Linked DNA regions of Capra hircus: region 1 is linked to region 2. A link is a contact called in public Hi-C data. All regions are on one chromosome and are shown on one strand. Each heading gives the region's core, a stretch centred on a gene start, on an enhancer-like site or on the middle of the called end of the contact. The rest is flanking DNA. Distances are from core to core; before and after follow the strand shown.

Region 1 (4,027 bases), core at 1,392-3,891, 330 kb after region 2:
AGAACAGAATCTCACTGGCTGACGGGTCTCACCTGGGCTGCGTGGTCAAGTGTGCTGGGCTCTGACTGGATGGGCCCATGCCCTAGTGTTCAACTCACCCACCCCACCTGAGCAGCTGAAAGAGCTGGGTGCTGTTCCTTGAGGAAGGGAAAACAGGCAATGCCAGGCTTGAGAGGTTCTCAACTCCCGTTTCAGGACTTTTTCTGGAACAGAAGATGAGGAACTGACTTACAAAAATTCACCAGTAAGCCAACTGCGTTGGTGTTTTTAACAGCACATTAGGGATACAGTTAGTTAATGAATTGGAGAGAAGTCACAAGCCTCTTTCATCTGTTGTATGTGTTTTCACCTTGCTGTGTGAACCATGTCCCCTGTTCAGTTATTTCAGCAGCTGGATCAATAGTTATGAGCTATCAGTTTTGCTGATGGTTCAGATGGTGAAGAACCTGCCTGCAATGGAGGAGACTGGAGTACAATCCCTGAGTCAGGAAGATCCCCTGGAGAAGGGCACGGCAACTCACTCCAGTATTCTTGCCTGGAGAATCCCATGGGCAGAGAAGCCATGCTGGCTTCAGTCCATGAGGTTGCAAGAAGTTGGACATGACTGAACAATAGTTACGAGCTGCAGACGAGGCTGATACCACTTGGTTTCACAAAAGAAAACAGAGACCAGAGAGAAAAGAAGGAACAGCTGGTAGTTTGCTAAATGCCCTATTTATTCTGCAATCAAGGTTCAGAAATGAGGGGATACAACTGGAATCTCTGCATAACTGTCATGTCAGAGCCACAAATGGACAGGGAGGGAGTGAGGAAGATGGCTTCTCTGCACAGTGACCGCCCCCCGCCTCCCCCTTTAAAAGTGAACACAATGAGGCTGGATTACAAGTGGCCTGTCTCTCTGACCCATCATCAAGCCTCTCCACTTTAATCTTTAAGAACCAGCGGGGCCTTCACTTGGTCGGCCACCTCCTTGCCGACCAGCACCTCGACGATCTTCAGCGCAAACTCAAAGCTGGTTCCTGGCCCCCGGCTGGTGAGGATCAGGCCGTCTTTCTCCACACGGTTCTCGGAGTAGCTATAATGACCTGGGAAATAAAAACAAAGAAGGGTTACGTCCTCGTGGGCTATGTAGGACAGCCATGAACACCACTCGACACTTCCATTCCCTTACCACACACTGCTGCTGCTGCTAAGTCGCTTCAGTCGTGTCCGACTCTGTGCGACCCCATAGACGACAACCCACCAGGCTCCCCCGTCCCTTGGATTCTCCAGGCAAGAACACTGGAGTGGGTTGCCATTTCCTTCTCCAATGCATGAAGTGAAAAGTAGAAGTGAAGTCACTGAGTCATGTCCAACTCTCAGCGACCCCATGGACTGCAGCCTACCAGGCTTCTCCGTCCATGGGATTTTCCAGGCAAGAGTACTGGAGTGGGGTGCCATTGCCTTCTCCGAACCACACACTACTGTCTCACAAAAATGAAAACACAAACGAGCCAAAATTTTTTAAAAAAGCAAAAGCTCACAACACCAGCACTGTAGCCAGTCACTCATAACTCCATTAGGTACCTCCAGCTCTCAGAACACAGCAGGACAGAAAGGGAGAGGGTTTCTCTGAATCCCCTTTCCTGCCTAAGCACAAACTGTCCAAAAGGAACTCAGCTATCAGAAATCCCCTCCGGGAAGTTCCATCAATCAGAAGAGAAAACCAGGAGCTGATACTACACCCAGACAAACCTTGTCAGAAACTATCATTCCTCCCATCTACTCTTCAAAGGGCCCCTTCATCTTTCTGAAAACCCAATTACCTTCCCCTGAGAGGCCTGTCTCCCCTTTCCCCATTAAGATGGAATTTAAGCCAGAATTCTAAACCATCTCAGGGAATTACTCATTTTCCCCTGGGGCTCTTCCATGTAAACATGAGTTCTAGTGCTTAGTTGCTTAGCTGTGTCTGACTCTGCAACCCCATGGCTTGCAGCCTGCCAGGCCTCCACTGTAGCCTCCACAGCCCCTAATGAGGTCTCCTGCATTGGCAGGCAGATTCTTTGCCACTAGCACCACCTGGGAAGCTAAAGTATACATGTTAATAAACTTTGTTCTTCTCCAGTCAACCTGTCTCCTGTAACAAGGGTCTCAACTAAGAACTCAGAAGGATACAAGGGAAAATTACTTTTCCTTCCCTATAAAATGCTGGGGGAAGGAGGATGTAGGGGAACCAGGGCTGAAGGTAGAAACGACCTGGATTATACAGACCCCCTGGGTGATGCACACTTTCTGCTTGCTGCCTCCACAGCAAACAAGCAGAAAGAACACACAATGTGTCATGGGTGGGGAGAGAGAGGTGCCAAGTGGGGAGAAACCTAGTTTCTCATCAGGCACTGCCTGCTTTCGGAGGCCACAGCTGGCTGTATCTTTGCAAATGTAGTAAGAAAACAGGCTGCTCCTACATTCGCATGAAGTAAACACGACCACCTCCAAGATCTGAGGGCTCAAAGCTGAGATTCCCTGAACCACCCCCCACCCTCACGTTCCACATCAGACAGTCACCAAATCCTCCTACTGCACAAGCACCAGGCCCGAACTCCTCACATGCAGCAGCACCCCACGTGGCCTGGCCCCTTGACCCCGCAGCTGCCCCCAGGGCCCACTCTCCCGCCTGAAGCTTGCAGCTCTGCTACAGAGGGCACTGTAGTCTTTCCGGCCCTGGAGGAGCTGCCCAGGCTGCTCCCTCTGCCCAGAAAGCTCCTCTCAGCAACTCACTCCTTTGAATTCAGCATGGACCCCTCTCTCACCAGGCCCCCCAGGTCACTCTATCATGCACCCTCCCAGCACCCAAGAAACCATCTGGCTCCTATTTACCTCTGGTCTGTGAAATGCTGAGCCCTCACCTATATGTCCAGTCTAGAATGCTAACGGCACCAGGGAGGTACTTCCAAGTGCCAGGTGAAGGAAAGATCAAATGAACACTCCCTGCCTGCTGCCTCAATGCAGGACCTCTGCGTGCAGAGTCCCCCTTCCTCCTGTCTTTCCCTCCACTCTCAGCGCCACCAAACAGGGCACGTTCCACAGTGCAAACCAGAGCACATCCAGGTGCCCCCCATGAGAAGCCTTCACCACTTTCTCTGGCACCTTGAAGTGACCCTCAACTCCAAATCATGGTACACAGGCCCTGAGGCCCAGCCTGTGCACAAAGACAGGGCAGAAAGAAGCAGAGGAGAGACGAAGAAGAACCCACAGGAGTAAACAGCGACCTGGACGGGATAAAGGCCACGGTGAGGACATGGAGGCCCGAGGTGTGTCTTGGAGATGAAATGCCAAGACCTGGCGGAGGAACTGGACGTGGGGAGATACCAATGATGACTTCCGGCCACCTGGCTGCATGGTGACACTGCTCAATGACAGGACATGAAGGACAAACAGATTGAGGGCCGGGGTCAAAAGCCCACAAGGGTCCTCTATGCAATCCTGCCCCATCTGGTCCCTGCAGGCAGAGTTGGGTCTGCAATACCGCACGACCTCTGCCCCCTCCCCCTCTGAGGAGCCCCAAGAAGATGGCTTGATCTTGTCCCCTTCTCTGTCCCCAGAGCCCAAAGAGCTCAGGAAATGCTTGTTTGATGCTCACACAGAACAGCACACCCAAGCAAGATGCTCCTGCTGCACCAGCAAGCTTTAGAGACCATGTCCCAAAGTACCCGTCCTTTCCCAGGGATGAACACCACTGCCCTGCTTCAGGGCTTCCTCTTAGTACAAATCAAGTCACCCAGTGAAACAACTGATGACAGTCCGTGAGTGCTTCCCAGTTACCCTTCTACAGAAGAAAAGGGGATCCCTAGCCTGCAGGGGAGAGGTTTTCCTAAGCTAACCTCATTTACTGTTGGTTAGAGATCATCCCAAGTGCTGAAATAGAGAACCCAGAGCCGAGATGGACACTGAGACACAGGCAATGAAGGCAAGGCTCTGAACGATTGAGGTAACAACCCCTTTGTGGGTAAAATACTACAAATACAGCTTACACTGGTTAAAAATGTTT
Region 2 (3,527 bases), core at 656-3,155:
CACAGCCTGCAGTCTGTCCTAGCCAAAGGGAGACCCCCACCCCTCCCCCATCCTACACTCCTCCTCCCTCATCTAAGTCTGAATTAAACCTGAACTTGAAAAAAGCCTTCACGATGGATTCATTTTCAAGTTTCAGGTTTACCACTTTTATTTTTAAATACATATATTAAAAGTTGCCTGTGAAAGCTTATTCTAAAGTAAAGTGAAGTGGCTGAGTTGTGTCCGACTCTGCGACCCCATGGACTGTAGCCTCCCAGGCTTCTCCGTCCATGGGATTTTCCAGGCAAGAGTACTGGAGAAGCTTGCCATTTCCTTCTCCAGGGGATCTTCATGACCCAGGGATGGAACCCATGTCTCTAGCATTGCAGGCAGACACTTTACCCTCTGAGCCACCAGGGAAGCCCAAGCTTATTCTAAGAACTGTTTAAAACTCATTTTAAAAAAATTCATTTTTTAATGTTATTAAAAAATGAAAGTAAAATGTAAACTAGAAAATGGAATTTTAATACACTAACAAGTATTCATCAGACATCTTGATCATACTATATTACCATTACTTAGACCCTCCCAAGATCTGCACATGTTCTTGGACCCCCACAGGTTGTATGCTGGGTCCACTGTCCTTCTAGAATACAGAGGATGTTTCAAAGAATAAATCCCTCAAGTTGATTAGGTAGCAGCTGATTAACAAAGATAAACAATGTCCATGTAATTTGAATGCTTAAAATCACCCCATTCCTTCTACTATTTCTCCAAGTTAATATTTCAAGGAAATCTTCCCAGATCAGTGAAGGACTTTGTGGACTTCAGTGAAGTCGCTCAGCTGTGTCTGATTCTTTGCGACCCTATGGACTGTAGCCCGCCAGGCTCCTCCATCCATGGGATTTTCCAGGCAAGGATACTGTAGTGGATTGCCATTTCCTTCTCCAGGGAATCCTCCTGACTCAGGGATTGAACCTGGGTCTCCCACATTGCAGGCAGACTCTTTACTGTCTCAGCCACCATCTGAGAAATGTGGACCTCAGGGGATGTATTTAGTGAGCTAGCTACTGAATCCTAGCCCACTTCTCATTTTTGAGCGGTGGCAATCTGGCAGCCCATTGATCCCCAAAGCCCTGGTGGGGCACACACTGAACTTGAGTTCATCAGCACCGGGTCCTACTTCCCTACAAAAGCTGAGAAAACACAAACACTATGGTAACCCCAGAAATAACTTATGAAGTTATTTCTTGTCAAGGGCAGGATGAACGGATTGCCATCACCCTCTCATTTCAACCGCAGCATGTTGCCCTTGACAAGAAGGCAGAAATCCTTGGTGCTCATCATAAACTTAACCCTGGGGTGCTGAGAGGTTACACCAGGGCCCCAGCCATTCAGAGCTTTCAGTCGCTGGTGGGAGGTGGACCGGAAGCTGATGACACCTGCCCAGGTGACCTGGGAACAGGCCTCAGGCACCAATAAGCGCGGCATAAGCCTGGGGGCAAATCCCAGTGTTTGTCTGATCTCTTTCCTTGCAACTGTGAAATAAATCTCACCCAACTGCTACCCACCCTTCTCAGGGCGGGAGAGCTCTGCACTCAGGGGGCGAGATGGGGGTGGGGGGTGGGGAGGGGGGCTCCACTGACAGTTCATTTAATTAGACAAGAGGAACAAAGGTCTCCGTGCCAACCTCCAGCCCCAATCCTGGCACACTGATTACCCTGGGGCCTAAGCTGCGGCGCTCCCAGCACAAAGCCGGAAACTGTGCGGAGGGCACAGGAGGAAATGGAGGTACCTGTGGTTCCAGCCAGGAGGCATCCCTTTCCGAGGAGGACGGGCTCCTGCCTGCCACGCGCGGAGCTTGGGTCCCGGCCCGGCCGCCCCCGGCCCGCCGCTGCTCCTGCAGCATCACCCCGCGGGGCGGGGCCGTGACGTCACGGCTGCATCCTCGCCGCCTGAGGCCGGTACCCGCAGAGCATCCTTAAAGCGGCACCGCCTGGCCAGCCGGCCGCGGTGGAAGCGCTGGACATTGCGCAGGGCCCCTCAGCTCAGCCAGCTGCGCATCCTCCCAAGTTTAAAGGCCAGCAGGGTCTGCAAAGAAGGCGCCAGAAACAGGTTTGCTATGACTTCTGAGCTGAAGCTTTCTAGCCTTGGTAGGTGTATTCCTCCATGAAGAACAATATTAAAATTTTATTTTACAGCTGTGTCGGTTTAAAGATTAGTATATTAATACTACATATTAAAACATTTCCCCTCTCCTAAGAATTCTTTTCCCCCTCTCCTTCTGATTTTAAAAGAAATGAACCCATTTTTGAGGAGCCTTCGAAGCCCTGTGTGCTCTGGACCCTGCCCACTGTACAGATGGGATAAGTTGGTCCTGCCCAGAAGTATTATACTGCGTTCACTTATTCCCTTAACATGTCTCAGGTACTACTTTGTGCCAGCTCTACCACAGGGACTGCAGATAAGACAGTGAACAAACCGGCCAAATGTCCTGGCCCTGTAGCATGACATTGTCATGAGAGATACATCAAACAAGACAAAGGGCAGAAGATAGTCATCCCCAGAGAAGGGGCTTAGGGAGAGTGGCAGTGGGTTGTGGTCGGAGGGGGGCACTGCAGTTTATTTATTTATTTTGGCTGCACTGGGTCTTCCCTGCTGCGCGTGGGCTTTCTCTAGTTGCAGGGAGTGGAGGCTACTCTTGGTTGTACTGCACAGGCTTTTTACTGGGGAGGCTTCCTTTCTTGCAGAGCACAGGTTCTAGGCTCACGGGCTTAGTATCTGTGATTCATGGACTCTAGTGCCTGGGCTCATTAGTTGCCATGCAGGGGCTTCATTGATCCTTGGCATGTGGAATCTTCCGAGACTAGGGATCAAACCCATGTTCCCTGGGTGGTGCTATTCACTGCACCACCAGGGAAGTCCTGCAGTTTAAATAGGGTTGTTGAGGAGTCCCCACTCAGATGGTGACATTTGAAGAAGACTCCAAATGTCTTCTTCAATGAGGTGAGGGGGTTAGCTGTGCTGGTATCTGGGGGAAGGTCATGCCAGGCTGAGCAAATGCAAAGGCCCTGGGGTAGGAACTGGACTGAATCAATGGCAAAGCAAATAATTATTCAGCCTGCAGTGAAATCACAACACAGAAAGAGCTATCAGGGGCAGACATGTGGCTCTAGGAAAGCTTATAATAGGGGCATGTGACCTCGATGGGAGGGCTGGCTGTCCTTGAGGGAGTGACACTGGACAAGTCTGTTACCACTGGGTGGCGGGGTCAGTGTGTGCAGAGCTCTTGCAAACAGGAGGGCCCAGGGTGAGCTGGTGAGCCTGGGATGCAGCAGTGAGTAGGGATGGGCAGGAGAGGCAGCTTGGGTTCAGCCCACGGACCTTGTGGTCTGCTGTCATTTTTCAAGAATAAGAAAAAGCTTAGAGCTTCTGCAGCAGGCTTCCCAGGTGGCACTAGTGGTAAAGAACCCGCCTGCCAGTGCAGGAGACGCAAGAGACACAGGTTCAGTCCCTGGGTCAGGAAAATCCACTGGAGGAGGGCGTGG

What was found. Hi-C and Micro-C count contacts between places; a contact is called where the count stands out from the background.
Region 1: a Hi-C map of liver shows a contact between it and region 2, with 2.5 times the contacts expected there. The contact joins the enhancer-like site here to the promoter of SLC45A1 in region 2. A contact is called at or near these places in 2 of 5 Hi-C or Micro-C datasets (blood and liver).

What each region holds. Positions count from the first base shown.
Region 1 is chr16:43,943,195-43,947,221 of ARS1.2, forward strand. PARK7 (protein deglycase DJ-1) reads right to left here. Exons shown (of 7, transcript XM_005690737.3): 7 at 696-1,085. The coding sequence ends at 925. Among named protein-coding and RNA genes, the nearest start is that of PARK7, 16 kb to the right of the region's middle. Within about 2 kb of position 2,642, at least 1 of the 5 cell types and tissues checked has an H3K27ac peak or open chromatin away from gene starts, as enhancers often do.
Region 2 is chr16:43,612,859-43,616,385 of ARS1.2, forward strand. SLC45A1 (proton-associated sugar transporter A) reads right to left here and starts at 1,906. Exons shown (of 9, transcript XM_018060404.1): 1 at 1,775-1,906. The coding sequence starts at 1,888.